Regions from separate parts of the Mus musculus genome. Here region 1 is linked to region 2. Evidence: chromatin contacts called from public HiChIP or PLAC-seq data. All regions are on one chromosome and are shown on one strand. Each heading gives the region's core, a stretch centred on a gene start, on an enhancer-like site or on the middle of the called end of the contact. The rest is flanking DNA. Distances are from core to core; before and after follow the strand shown.

Evidence for each region. HiChIP or PLAC-seq counts read pairs in DNA pulled down with a chosen protein or histone mark.
Region 1: a contact with region 2 is called in an H3K27ac HiChIP or PLAC-seq map of embryonic stem cells, with 23 read pairs. The contact joins the enhancer-like site here to the promoter of Bloodlinc in region 2. A contact is called at or near these places in 22 of 39 promoter capture datasets (the 3T3-L1 cell line, 3T3-L1-derived adipocytes, the C10 cell line and 13 more), 1 of 15 datasets of contacts at CTCF or cohesin (the NIH/3T3 cell line), 62 of 484 Hi-C or Micro-C datasets (the AML12 cell line, the C2C12 cell line, the G1E-ER4 cell line and 36 more), 32 of 115 datasets of contacts at active chromatin or transcription factors (the HPC-7 cell line, astrocytes, bone marrow-derived dendritic cells and 22 more) and 5 of 9 other capture datasets (adipose tissue, embryonic stem cells, liver and 2 more).

What each region holds. Positions count from the first base shown.
Region 1 is chr11:102,328,409-102,331,604 of GRCm38.p6, forward strand. No RefSeq gene overlaps it. Among named protein-coding and RNA genes, the nearest start is that of Ubtf, 11 kb to the left of the region's middle. Within about 2 kb of position 1,368, at least 5 of the 459 cell types and tissues checked have an H3K27ac peak or open chromatin away from gene starts, as enhancers often do. A contact at or near this core is called in embryonic stem cells, where this site is marked.
Region 2 is chr11:102,375,309-102,378,370 of GRCm38.p6, forward strand. Bloodlinc (Bloodlinc, erythroid developmental long intergenic non-protein coding transcript) reads right to left here and starts at 1,712. Exons shown (of 3, transcript NR_131196.1): 1 at 1,495-1,712; 2 at 995-1,113; 3 at 243-582. Gm34253 (predicted gene, 34253) reads left to right here and starts at 161. Exons shown (of 3, transcript NR_166821.1): 1 at 161-289; 2 at 2,463-2,634.

The sequences.
Region 1 (3,196 bases), core at 118-2,617, 47 kb before region 2:
AGATATCCACCTGCCTCTGACTCCCCCCCGCCCCTCGGGGTGCTAGAATTAAAGAAGAGGGCCACCACCGCCTGGGCCACTACATCTTTCTTTTTGGACTCGCTCCAAGGGTCAAACTTAGGTCATTAGGTATACAGAAATAAAGCTTTTACCCGTTACCACGTCTCTCAGCCCTTGTTTTCCAGTTCCTTCCAGCTATTCTGATGATTGTCAGCTGTCAGGACACAGGAGGGGGGGTGTCATTCAGTAATCATTCAGATGTCTTGATGGTGAAGATAGAGGCTGTCCTCTGGGTCGCTCTGGTCTTCATCTTAGATGCAGTCTGTTTTGGCTAACCCTCCTGAACAGGCATCTCTACCCCGAGGGTGAGCATCCTTTCCTCGCAGCCAGGGAAGCTCTCCCTTCCACTGCCTCTTCTTTCTGCTCCTCATCCCTAAGGGTGCTGAGGTATGAAGGCTCAGCTTGTCTGACTTATTGAACTTGAAATTCGTGTCATTAAAGGGTCCATTAGAGGAGTGAGACTTTTCCCTGGCTGATCTTAAATAGGTGTTGCTATTGCCTGGCAGTGGTCCTGATTACCACTCCTAGCTTTAGGACGACCTCCGTCTGATTTCTTACCTAAGACAGAGGATTTGATTCCCCAAAGAAAAGAAGCTGCACTGTTTGGTAGGTCCTCGTCCTCTTCAACAGAGACAGTTGAAGTTTGATCCTGGAGCTAAGATACATTTTTAAAAGCCTATGTGGTGTGGGCAGTGGTGGCACATGCCTTTAATCCCAGCACTCGGGAGGTAGAGGCAGGCGGATTTCTGAGTTCGAGGCCAGCCTGGTCTACAAAGTGAGTTCCAGGACAGCCAGGGCTATACAGAGAAACCCTGTCTCGAAAAAAAACCAAAAAAATAAAATAAATAAAAAATAAAAGCTTATGTGTAGTACAACTAATTTAAACTTATCCCCATCTAGCTTACAAATAAATGAGATTCAGACATCAGTTATTTTATTTGGCTTTGACAATTACTGGGGGCTAATCCTCAATCTACTTTTCTAACCTGCTGGCCTGGCTACCTCCCCAGAGGTGCCCCCCCCCCAATATTTGCAGTTTCTTCTGGCCATGTGCTCACAGTACTTCTCTCAAAGTGTTTCCTCCTCCTCCTCTTCTTCCTCCTCCTCCTCTTCCTCCTTGCCTCTCCACTCCCAACTCTAATCCCTCCTGTAATTGGCTGTAAGCACTTTGTTTTACTAGTAGTTTTAAAAACTAAGGAACAAGGTTTGCACAACAAAAGCTGGTAACCTTGAGAATTCTTTCATAGCAGGACCCCCCCCCTACAGAATTTAGCATTACAATACATAGCAACTGACCAAACCCCAACACCAGTGGGCTTGTCTTTCAGGACTCCACTACTATTTAGATAAAAATAGCAGACTAACATAGGTGTTCAACCTTGCTTCTGGGTGATATTACCTTCAAAAGAAGCCATATGCTTAATAGTAGAATAAACAAGCTGGGCAGTACTTGGGAGGCAGAGGCAGGGGCATTTCTAAGGCCAGTGTGGTCTACTGAGTGAGTTCCAGGACTGCCAGGGCTACACAGAGAAACCCTATCTCAAAAAACAAAACAAAACAAACAAACAAACAAACAAAAAAGTAGAATAACAAGAACCATTTCCTTCCATACTGTAGGACAGCTGGATCTGGCTGCTTAAGACCATTATCCTAGCATTTTTGACAATCGGAGGCAAGAATATTGAATACTCAAAGACTGAATTACAATGAAAAGCCTGAGGAGGTATTTCAGTAGTAGATAACTTACCTGGTGTGCATGAGGCCTTGGATTCAATTTCCAGAACTACAGTCAACTACTAACAAGCATGTAGGAGGGGCCTTGGCCTTCGGGAAGCCAAATAAAGATGTCTGTTCCTATGTGATCATATATATCACAGGTCTCTTAGTGCAACGTCTGCTACTCTTGTCTTGGCATCTAAGTGCTTTGACAGAAACTGCCTCAATAGCTCAAAATGTGCACAGTGTGGGGTAGACAACAGAAAACCAGTGTATACCATGAAAATAAAAACGTTAGGTCAGCCAGGCATGCTGGTGCATGCCTTTAATCCCAGCTCTCTGGAGGCAGAGGCAGAGGCAGGCGGATTTCTGAGTTCGAGGCCAGCCTGGTCTACAAAGTGAGTTCCAGGACAGCCAGGGCTATACAGAGAAACCATGTCTCGAAAAAAAAAACAAAACAAAAAACAAAAGTTAAGTAGCTAGAGTATTTACATTGCCCTTTTTACTTGATAAATAATACTACATAGGAAGTCAGATCAGGGGGAAATCAAATGTATACCCCAATAATAAAATGACTATTCCCTAAGCCAACCTGGATATGCCTAGTAATGCTAGTGAGACTGGGAATCTATGCATCTCAAAGGTGTATATAGTCTTTGTTCCCAGTGTTCGCCAGGTTAGGCTAGGGTGATCAGATTCTGCTACATGGGCTGGCCAGTGAGTCCGACAGATCTCTGACTCCTCGGTACTGAGATTGCAAGTGCAGGCCACTGCATCCAGCTTTCTGTGTGGGTGCTGGGGATTAAACTCAGGTCTTCGTGCTTGCACAGTGAGCATGCAATGGAGCTATTGCCCGGCTCATGTTTGGCTTTCTCATGCTGAATGTGAGCATGCTCTACGTCAGCGCGCACAGCTCACTCAGCGCCCCTCCACTCTCCGATCCTTTCGTGTAGTAGCCATTGGGCAGCAATTTATAGTTCTGTAATTTCCAAATGAGGATATGTGAGACAGGAATGTACCGCATTGATGTTCAGCCGGCGGTCACTCAGTCACAAGAGTCTTCATTTAAAGGCTTTTCTTTTTTTTTTTTTTTTAAAAGATTTATTTATTCATTATATGTAAGTACACTGTAGCTGTCTTCAGACACTCGAGAAGAGAGAGTCAGATCTCGTTATGGACGGTTGTGAGCCATCATGTGGTTGCTGGGATTTGAACTCAGTACATTTGGAAGAGCAGACAGTGTTCTTAACCGCTAAGCCATCTCTCCAGCCCCTTAATGGCTTTTCTTACGGAAGTCCTGTGTCCCTAGGAGTTACATTAAACCCAGAAAACTAAGACAAGTTAGTGCGAACTAAAAGTCCAGGAAGGCTGTGTCCAGGGACCCCTGGGTTGTCCTCTGGGAGGTCTTCTTCACTTTAGG
Region 2 (3,062 bases), core at 462-2,961:
CCTCCCTTCAGAACAGCTGCAGCCCCACTTGATCTGTCGTATCTGCTGAGCCAGATGTTTGAGGTCCTCAACCTGACAGCTGATGGCAGAGTCACAGAGCCCAAGCCTATGGGTGTGTTCCCTGCCCTGTGTATGTCTAGGGGAAAAAGCTTAACACACTGGCTTTGAGCCAGCTTGCCTTCCCACTAGCTGTGTGACCTTAACAGAATTTCCAGAAGTCTCTAAAGGTTCAAGTTCAAGAGGTTGTGAGGTAGAAGGACGAGGCCCAGAGAAGCTTGGTGGAGAACGGGTGTGAGTGTCATTTTAGGAGAGAGCCTCAGTTGGTGGTGGTGGTGGCAGGCACGCCCCGCTGACCCTCAGACCAGTAGCTCTTGCTGCCTTTGCTCAGGGAAGTGGAGGTACGCTCAGGCGGGCGCTCAACAAAATCCTCTCGATCTTGAGCTCCTGAGCCCAGGCAGTGGAGTGTCTCAAACTGGAGCCCTGAGCTGTGCCCATCTCAATCGCAGCTGGTGGGTCGGGTCTGGGGAACCCTCGAAGGTGAAACCTCAACTCCGTTCCTTCAGTCCCTGTGCCTCCGTCTTTCTGTAGGTGAAGGAGAGAGCAAACGGACAGGGCTCAGTGACTCAGCTGTCCCTGGAAAGGCGAAGGGCGAAGGGCGGAGAGAAAAGGAGGCCTCCAGGTCCAAACTCCCCTCCCTTCAGGCGCTCAGCTTGTTTGTTTTTGAACAGACCTTAGGGCAGCCAATCAGAGCTGAGGCCCCGGGCTTGTGCCTTTCCCCGCTGACTGCAACTCCTGGTTCCTGGCCAGTGAAGCTGGGGAAGGTAGGGTTCCTGGGTGGGGAGTAGGATAATGACTACGGGGTGCTCCTCTTTGGGGTCCCAATCCTGTCAGCTACCCAATCTCTTGAGGTGTCTTGTTTTAGAGGCAAAGTGCTGAGTCTGATGACAGCCTGGCAGAAGACAGAGGACGTGGTATCCAGCCTGAGCCTCCTCACCATAGGCTCAGAAAACAGGCTGAAGGCTTGTTTAGCTTCCACTCTTGTGACAGGAATTGGTTCCTTTATCCATCCAGGTGTCAGTCAGCAAGCGTTTGCTTTACTCATGCTGATGAGTGCTAGGAGCCACAGAAAGAGACACAAAAGCACAAAAGCCAAGCTAAGACTGGGTGGGGGAGAGTGGGGTAAACATACAGACGCTCAGAGTCCCTGGGGACCTCCACGACATAAAGTCCTGCAACATTTTGGTGGCAAAACTCCCAAGAGTGAACCGGGATTCCCTCCTGTGATTCAGCAGAGATGTAAACAGCTTACTAAAGGCGCTCAGTCAGCCACTGAGCACAGCTCACCAGCCTGGAGGCTCTCTTTCCCAGTGCAGATGGGAGAGCCCAGAGAACAGCTGTCAAGGACTACCGGGACCTGCTCCGTACAGACCTTCCACCTCCTCTCCCAGCCTAGCCTAGTCTTGGGGGAATGGACCCCCATGTATGCACACTCACCCAGGCTCATCCCTGCTGGAGGCTCCCACTAACTATGGCAGCACCCAGAGATGCTCTCTAACCTAGTCCCAAACGGAGGAAGTGAAAGTGCTGGGAGCAAGTGAATTCTATATCCTTAGAGAAAAAAGAAAGTCAGGATGGAGTCTGGAGAGATAGCTCAGCAGCTAAGAGCACCGGGATCCAGCACCCACATGACAGCTCACACCTATCTACAACTCCAGTTCCAGGGCTTCTGGCACTCTTACACAGACATCCATACAGTTTCCTGGGCAGCCAGGACTACATAGAGATAGACTCTGTCTCAAAAAAAAAAAAAAAGAAAGAAAGAAAGAAAGAAAGAGAAAAGAAAGAAAAGAAAATCTATGGTTTATTAATTTATAAGGTGAATAAAGTGGACAAGAAATCAAGTTCAAGGGAGTCGAATTGAGAACTCTCTCTCCTCTCAAATTTGTAAGAGGAAATATTGACGCGAGTAAATGTTCTCCCCTCCCCCAACCTTGAAAACTCCTTGGTAATTACACCACCTGGCCTCCAGGGGGCTCATGCTGTTTACTGCCCCTAAAGAAGCCCGCGAAGAAGGTCCAGTCTATCCCGTGGAAACAACTTTCTGCTCTGCTCATAGCCTAGCACCCCATAAAGGCACTCGCTGAACTTGCTCGCTTCTAACGAAGCTGCTGACTTCAACCCTTTCTCTCCACACTATGTTTAACCTACTCACCACCAGGTTCTGCACACACCCACGCTGCCCAGCTCCTCATTCGTTGTAGCATTTGACACAGGCGGCGCTCAGCTCTTGGGAATGTCTGCTTTGTGGCCCCCATACCATATTATCATCTCCATCTATTTAGCGTTCTCATTTTCCTCTTATCACCTCCCCACATCACTCCACCAAGTTCATCTTTCCTAATCTATCTTCGCCAGCCATTCTGCTCACTCATAACCTGGCCTTCTTCAATGTCCTTTCTCAGCTGACTGGTCCACGCATGTGGGTCAAACTAGCACCGGCAAGTGTATGTAGGACTCCCGCTTTCCTTAGCCGATTACTGCCAATGCCCATTGACTTCCATGTATGTACCCGGAGGATCTTCTGGCCGCAGTTGGCTGCAGTTGGAGCTTGTCGTTTCCGGTGGCTGTAAGTAGGTCAGTGTTTACCTCCCCGCCCTATAACCAAGAATTTCTCTCTTTATTGTTCCTTCCTTCCTTTAACAGGTTTGTATGATTGGCACAGGCCACCACATGTCGGGAATGCTCAGTTAGTGTTTGTAGAATGTGCTGCAAAGTAATGAAGATACAGAACAGAGGCTCAATTGGTAAAGCGTTTGCCTTGCAAGTACAAGGATCTGAGTTCAAGACCCAGAATCCATGTTTCTCAGAAAAATGGGAATGGTGGTGTATGTTTGTAATCCTAGCATGGGGAGACAGAGAGAGGCAGATTCACGGGGCTTGCTGGTCGTACAGCCTAGCCTTCTTGGCAAGTTCTAGGTCAGTGAAAACCCCTGCTTCCTCTCAGGAAAAAAAAAAAAAAAATGGCTGGAGCCAGGAGTGGTGGCACATGCCTTTAATCCCAG